2 separate regions of the Sus scrofa genome follow, and region 2 is linked to region 1. Evidence: chromatin contacts called from public HiChIP or PLAC-seq data. All regions are on one chromosome and are shown on one strand. The core of a region is the stretch at or near the end of the contact, and the rest is flanking DNA. Distances in the headings are between cores, read along the strand shown. Region 1 overlaps PALM2 (paralemmin 2). Region 2 holds the start of AKAP2 (A kinase (PRKA) anchor protein 2).

What was found. HiChIP or PLAC-seq counts read pairs in DNA pulled down with a chosen protein or histone mark.
Region 2: an H3K27ac HiChIP or PLAC-seq map of skeletal muscle shows a contact between it and region 1. The contact joins the promoter of AKAP2 here to the enhancer-like site in region 1. A contact is called at or near these places in 19 of 47 Hi-C or Micro-C datasets (alveolar macrophages, embryonic fibroblasts, epiblast stem cells and 12 more) and 1 of 2 datasets of contacts at active chromatin or transcription factors (skeletal muscle).

The regions. Positions count from the first base shown.
Region 1 is chr1:250,930,375-250,934,149 of Sscrofa11.1, reverse strand. All of the region lies in intron 3 of PALM2 (paralemmin 2), which reads right to left. Among named protein-coding and RNA genes, the nearest start is that of PALM2, 110 kb to the right of the region's middle. Within about 2 kb of position 2,014, at least 16 of the 83 cell types and tissues checked have an H3K27ac peak or open chromatin away from gene starts, as enhancers often do. A contact at or near this core is called in retroperitoneal adipose tissue, skeletal muscle and subcutaneous adipose tissue, where this site is marked.
Region 2 is chr1:251,065,705-251,069,479 of Sscrofa11.1, reverse strand. AKAP2 (A kinase (PRKA) anchor protein 2) reads right to left here and starts at 1,744. Exons shown (of 3, transcript NM_001204181.1): 1 at 1,610-1,744.

The sequences.
Region 1 (3,775 bases), core at 765-3,264:
GCCCTGCCCCTTCCTCTCCAGAGCTCAGGGCTATACTGGTGCTTTTGGATCATGAGGTATACACCATACTCAGAGATCAGGTATTTGGTTGGGAGGAAAGATAATAAAGGCCGTTCCTGGCCCAGGTGGTTAAAGCAGACAGCAACAGTGTTTGGGTCTCTCTGGGTTACTGAGAGAGGGTGAAATATGCTGGGTCTTTCATGAATTTCTTATTAACCATTTGATAAGCTCTTGAGCTGGTACAGTGATAGTTGCCCAGGCACTACTTTTGAGAATTTCATCTGATAAGGAAGGCAGATGTATAAACAGTGACCAAATAGTGCTCTGGGGAGTTCTAACTGGATGTCCCCAAAGCATAGGGGATGCAAAGAAGAAAGTTGACTAACTCTGTTGAGGAAGTAGGTGGGGCAGGATTCCAGGAGGTTGAGACATTTCAGTAGAACTGGAAGGATGAGAAAAAATGATCAAGGCAGAGGTGTCTAGAAGGCATTATGGGCCAAGGGGATGGCATGGACAAAGGGACTCTGAGGCAGAAACGTGCAAGGAGGTTCAAGCACCTCTGTAGCTTAAGTTCACTCAAGCACCTGTGTAGCTCAAGTTCACTCAAGCACCTGTGTAGCTCAAGTTCACTCATGCAGGGAAGAGAAGGAAGTGGAGGGGAGGGTCCAGGACGTGATGGCTCTTGAACGCCACTGTGAGCAGTTTAGATTGGATCCCGAAGGCAATAGGAAACCATTTGAGCTTCTGGTTTGTCCATCTGCTTTTTCTGTTTGTTTTTGTTTTGCTTTGTCTTTTGTCTTTTGAGGGCCACACCCGCAGCATATGGAGGTTCCCAGGCTAGGGGTCTGATTGGAGCTGTAGCCCCCCGGCCTATGCCACAGGCGCAGCAATGCAGGATCTGAGCTGTGTCCACGACCTACACCACAGCTCACGGCAACGCTGGATCCTTAACCCACTGAGCAAGGCCAGGGATGAACAGTTGGGTTCGCTAATCGCTGAACCAGGACGGGAACTCCTTGTTTATCCATCTGTTTTAAAGGAGTGAGCAGATCAGCCGTGTTCCAGAAAGATCACACCCACACCTGCCGCTGGGTGAATGGTAGAGGTGGATGTAGGGCAGAGGAGCAGAGTGAAAGCAAAAAGATCAATTAAGGATTTATCCAAGCAGGAAACGAGGTGGCCGTGCAGGGCATGGACTACTATGAGAAGCAAAAGAGTTCCATGGATTGACATTTATACCCTAATAAAACTGAGGACGTCCTAGGTCAACCTCTTTGCACCAGTATGGCCCCACAGGCTGGGCTGCCAAACAAAAATGAGTGACCTTCAATTGTGACACTAACAGCAAACGCAGCTGAGGGAGCCCAGTGGTGTGGACTTAGCAAGACCCTCGGCTTTCCCTTCTCCCCCAGCACTCTCTCTGCCTGCCGCTGTCCAACTGTTAGAGGTACCGGGAGCTTCTCTTCTCTGGGCAAGAGGGGCAATACAGCAGCAGCCATCTATGAGCCCTTTGATGGTGTTCGGTAAAGAGCTGGCCAAGATCCGAGTTTGAACCTCGAGACCCTGATTAAAAAACGTTCCGAGGACTGAAACGGTCTCAAACCTATTTCTACCAAGAAAACCAGCCCTCAGCCTGAAATGTTGCATCACCGCCCTCCCGTGGCCTCAGCAGGAAAGAACATGGAGCTAGAGACTAGGGTCAGCATGGAGTCTGGGCAGATGCTGAGGCTTCCCCTGGTTCCCTGCAGCGAAGAGACGGAGTCAACACCTAGCACCTGGCACCGTGTCTTCTTTGAGTGTCCTGCATGGGCTGTAGGCACATCGTGGCCCTGCACTATTGGTTTCCCCTTGGCACGTTCAGAGTCTCTCTGGCATCTTATTTTTCCATCTTACAGATACAACAGAGACATTTTTCATCTTTGAAATGCTGCAAGAAGGCCTCAGGAGGCCCTTTTCCCGGGGTGCATCTGGTTTTCAGAAGCAGCTACAGCCCCCTGGCTCCAGCTCACGTGTGCCCCCTAGTGGCCTGTAGGCTGCGCAGACTGAGAGAGAATGACCTTGGTGGATGAGCCCCGCCCCTGACCTGCGCTCTGGGAAACCCAGCTTAGGGCAACTGAGTGGACCGGTGTCCCACGGAGCCCCTGCAGAAGCTCAGGAAAGTCACACACCACATTCATTATGCGATTTTGACACAAAAACTTTCAGAACTACAATAAACTTACACAAATATTTTCTCTGATGAACTTTATCCTGACAGACTTAGCCCTGATTCTGTTTTATGACAGCCAGCTGAGAAGTCCAATGAGAAAGATGTCTATTTTGGGGTTTTCAGATCCCAAAGGAAAACAAAACCTTCCTTCTACCAAGAGTCTGCCAATGAGAACCTCCAGATACAAAATGTTTCACATGTAGAGATCAAAGCCTGGGTCACAAAGCATTATGTAAGCCGAAATAGAGAAGCTCTTAGAAGCAAGACCTGCATCGGGTCCAAAGGAGAAGAATGCCCTTTAAAACGGATCCAGAGGCTTGTGCTTTTAATGGAAGCCTTCTGTCAAAGGGATGATCTGATTTGCCACTTGAAATGGAAACTTTGGGATAAAGAGTACTTTGTGTCCCCAAATAATATATTTAAAAAAAAAAAAAAGCTGCCTCTTCTCAGTGACTTGGCTTGTACAGAACTGGCACAAGCCATCTCTTTATCCAGCTGTGGTCCCACCCCTGGATGTGTCTGTTATTCCTGGATCCGGAGGCTAAGGGAGAATTACCTGTTGAAAGCACAGGAAATCTCACTGCAACACGCAGCTGTAAGAGAGAGCTCAGGGCAGACTAGATTGGGTATTGAAATAGTGCAGGCACTTCAGTGTGGAAGATCTCACACGGGGCACGAATTTGTGTGTGTGTGAATGACTGAAGGATCATAAGCTTCCTAGGCACAGATGAGGGTTCTCGTATTCCCACAAAACCCAAATCATCCCTCAAATATAACAGCAGACGTGTGTGTCATGCTTTACAGCTTACAGAGTCCTTTCACAGCAGTTAGGGATTGTTTTGTTCCTATCTGGGGTTTTTTGTTTGTTTTTCCATTATTTTGTTTATTTTTCAATAAAAAAAATTTTTTTGGACACCCTATGGAGTTCCCCGACCAGAGATCAGATCCGAGCCGTAGTTGCAACCTATGCCGCAGCTACAGCAACGCTGGATCCTCGACCCACTGTGCCAGGGGTTAAAGCACAGGTATCAAACCTGCGTCCCAGTGCTCCAGAGACATCACCAATCCTCTTACGCAGTAGTGGGAACTCCTATTTATTTATTTTTAAGTTGAAGTATGGTTGGTTTACAATGTTGTGTTAGTTTCAGGGGTATAGCAAAGTGGTTCAGTTATACATATATACATATCTTTTTTTTCCAGATTCTTTTCCTTTCTAGGTTATCACAAGATATTGGATATAGTTCCCTGAGCTATACAGTAAGCCCTTCTTGGTTATCTACTTTATATACAGCAGTGTGTATATGTTAATCCCAAACTCCTAATTTATCCATCCCACCCCATTCCTATGTTATAGATAAGAGAATTGAGATGAAGGAAAAAAAGAGAAATCGGCATCAAAATACCTTTCATGTCAAGATCTGATTTCTTCTAAGTCTCTCCCAATTGTTTCTATAAGTAAGAGGCAGCAGGATATAGTGCAAAGGAGCCAGGATCAGGAGTTCAATTAGCCTGCCATTTCCTAAAGGAAAATATGAGGAATTGCCTGGATTTTCTAAGTCTTCACTT
Region 2 (3,775 bases), core at 495-2,994, 140 kb before region 1:
AATGACCTCTCTTCAGTTAGAACAAAGCCAAGGAAACAAATCGGGGGGGGGGGGGGGGGGATGACAAAGGTGAGTGATGGGTTTGTACTAATTTCTGCCCCTGATAAGATGGAAGGGAGCTTCCTCTGAGAAGCTGTTTGCAGACTCAGAGATATACTATAGAGAGATCTATAGGAGAGACAGAGACACAGGGCGGGGGGAGGAGACAGGGAAGTCTTTTCGAAGACAAATACTTTGGTGGGAGGGTTGGAGGTTCGCCCAAATTAATGGTGCAGCACTTAACTGCTACAGGGAAGAGTGCAAATTTGGCAACGTCTGACCACACAGCCCATCGAAGCCAAACCACTATTGACCCACGCGGGAAACTGGCATTACTGGGTTTAACATCTCTGTAAACGAGTCACTTTCCTCCCAGGCGCCCTCTTTTTGCGGCCTGAGGAGAGATCCCCAAGGCTGGCCATCTCGCATCCATGCACGGAAGCTCAGAAACCAGGTAGCGGGTTCCGCTCCCGTGGGTCCAGCTCCCGCGGGTCCAGCCCGCGGCCTGCCGCCTCCCTCCCCACCACCCACAGCCGCTTTGCCTTCTGCCCTCACCCGCCACCAGCACCACGGCTCCCCCGTCCGTTCCGCCTCCCTCCGCGGACTACCAGGCTGCCGGCTCTCCTGAACTTAATTCAGGCCCCTGTTCTTCACTATGTTTCTCTAGAACTGCTCCGGGCCGCCAGTATCTCCTAGCTCCTATCCCGGGAGGTGCGCCGCCTCGGCGATTACAGAACAGTTTGCCCAGCGCTCACCCACCTCGATCCGCCCCTTCGGCTCTTCACAGTGTCCCCACAAAGGGGCCAAAGAGACAAACCCTCAGGCTTTATCCGGGATAAAACACCAGATCCTAAGAAGTGGGGTCTCAGCCTGAGGCCAAACTTCCAGGCTCAGCTTGGATCCGGATCCCCCTCCTTCCGCGCACAGAACGGCTGCTCCCTCCTTCCTCAGCATCCCCCACCTCCATCCCGATCCCGTTCGGAAGGAGCTCGGGCTGGTCAGGGCAGGGACCCAGCCCTTCTCGGTCCCAATCTCCATGCAGAAGCTCTAGACTTCCAAAAAACGGCCGCAGCGCTGCCACCTAAGGAGTCAAGACCCACGCCTTCATCTCGAACTGGAATGGGTGGCTCCATCCACCGCGGCTCCCGGGTCTGGAAAGGCGGCTACAGCCTTTTGATTTTCTCTGCTTTTCCTCAACAGCCCGGCTCTGTGAGTGTGTGTTGCGGGGGGCGGGGGGAGGAGGGTAATATGCCTAAGTTTATTTTTTAAAGTATATATAAGTGAACAAATACTGATTAAAGGAGCCAAAAGCTGGCCCTCCCCCAAACCTAGGAATTCAAAGCCACATGGCCACATGGCCATAGCCCTTTCCAGCCAGGCCACCCCCTCGCACACGCTCCACTAAGCAAGGGACATAAAAGCCCTTTAAAGTCCACGGTGCTTCCAAGGGCTTCCCAGATCACCAATCCCTCCTGGGCCACCCTTTCCTAGTGTGCGAGGCCCCAACACCAAGAGAGCGCCCCGAGGACTTGGAGTCCGGAGCCGCCCGCGCCCCAGCTTGGACACCCACCTCTGAGCGCCGGATCCCGGGGGCACAGTCCTCGGGCTCTGCTCCAGCGCGGTGCGGCCGCTGCCTCCTCGCTGGGGCGTCCGGGAGACTCCACGCAAAGGCGTTCGGCAGCCCCTGGCTGGGGCGAGCGCATCTGCGGAGAGCTGCTGCCGCGGGGCGTGCTGGAGTGAGCCGAGCGCCGCCCGCCGGCTCCCGGAGCCCGCCCCTTCCCCGCCCCCTTCCCGGCGCCTAGGGCCCCGGTCCGCCCCTCGCCTTTCACATCCCCTCCCCAACCACCCACACCTTCTGTCTGGCTTTGGCGGAATCTGTGCACAAACGTAGAAACCAAGAAATGAGTGAATGGATAGACTGGAGGAATGGAGGGATGGGCACGTGCAGCCGAGCGTTTCCTAACTGGGGAGAAGGCTCTGTGCCTGGGTGTATGAACGCGCGTTAGCACACGGGTGGGCGTGTCGGCTTGTGTGCAGGGGATCGTGTGTGTTGGTGTATACATACGTGCATACGAGTGTACAGGAAAGTGTGTGGGTGCGTGTGAGCCCGCACATCGCCACAACTGCTGAGTTCCCATACGAGGGGTCGAGCTCCTCGTCTCTTACCCAGCACCACGACTATGTCCGGGTAAGCGGAACCGCTGGGAGCGGTTGGGAGGTGCGTTTCTGCGACCCGGAGGGCGGTTCAGTGTGTTTTGGACCTCGCCCTGATGGGGTCCAGAGACTAAGGTGTGGACAGGGAGGTTTCCCAGCTCGTTGACTGGCCAGAGCTGTCATGATGCCCTCCCTAATGTGGCAGCCGGTGGCCTGGTGTCGGGGCGTGCGTGTTAACAAAGCCAGCGATGGGGAAGGAGGCAGCTGTTACACCTCGTGGGGCTCAGTCGAGGGGGTGGCCAGCCACCCCCCACTCCGGAGACGTCTGAAATTTCAGCATGTAATCCCCTCCCCCTCATGAATATTTAAATAATGTTAATGACCCTTTGAAAACGGACCATCTAGAAATTCTGAGAGAGGACACACACACAGAAACACCCCGCCCAGAAAACAGGATTTTAAAAAGCAAGGCGTTCTCTACAGAGGAAATAGAATATAAATATAGCATAAAGTCAGATGTCTCCAACTGTCCACTAGGCATGACCGGTGTTTCCATTTTCCCGGTGATTCTCTCTCTCCAGCTCTGAAAGTCAGAGCCCCTTACTCTCCTTCCAATTTCCGACCTCTGGCCTGCTTTTTTCTGAACCAGTGGCCCAAACACGGGGTTCCTCTTCTGAGCGTCAAAGTCACCTGCCAGGGTTTGGTTCTTTTTTTCCTCATCCACAAAGGTCCTTGATTCCCCATACAAGAAATGATAACATGGGGAACTGCCCAGGAAGCCTGTCCAGCTAACGACCTTAAAAATAGCAGCCTCCCAAGAAAAGGCTTATTTCCCATCTGGAGGTTTATTCACACCTTTACTCTAGGGAGGTGGGGGCAGGGGATAAGGGCTACAATGGAGACAACAGCTGTTCTCTTCAGGGTTCCTGCAAGTCTATAGGCTTCTTTTTCTCAGCGTTTAGGAACTGGTTCACCAGCCTTTTTGCATGTTTGTCTCTTACACTACTGAATTTCAATAGAATTTACTGACCAGTGGCCCTAGATTACAGAGTTTCGGCCTCCATCAATTTCCTTCCTCCCTTCCCCCTCTTTCTTTTGCTCCTCATGTCACTGGCTTAAGGAGTTAAATATGTGAGTGCCCCACATAGTGACCTATTTTTAACATTTACTAGCAGGTGAAAACTCACATTGAAATGAACACGTTTGCAGACATTTATTTATATGGACCATAGGCCCTTGAAGGAAAGATTCCAAGATGACAGCAGAGGTGAGATTTTTATAAACAGTATTAGGGCAAGTGCATCATCACTCTGTCTTCCTATGTTCCTAAATTAGAATGTATCATTTATGAATCAAGTTTGTTTCATTGTTAGAAAGAGAACAGCACTTCATATGGGCTTTATTCTGAAGTCTTTGCTAAAGCAATGTCAATGTTAATATTAATATTAATATTAATTTAATATTATTTTAATTATATTTAAAGGTAATAAATATAATACTATATTTATCTTTAAATATTAATTACTTCTCTGTTAATATTAATTGTAAAGTTCTGGCACATCCTACAGAAAACTATTGAGAA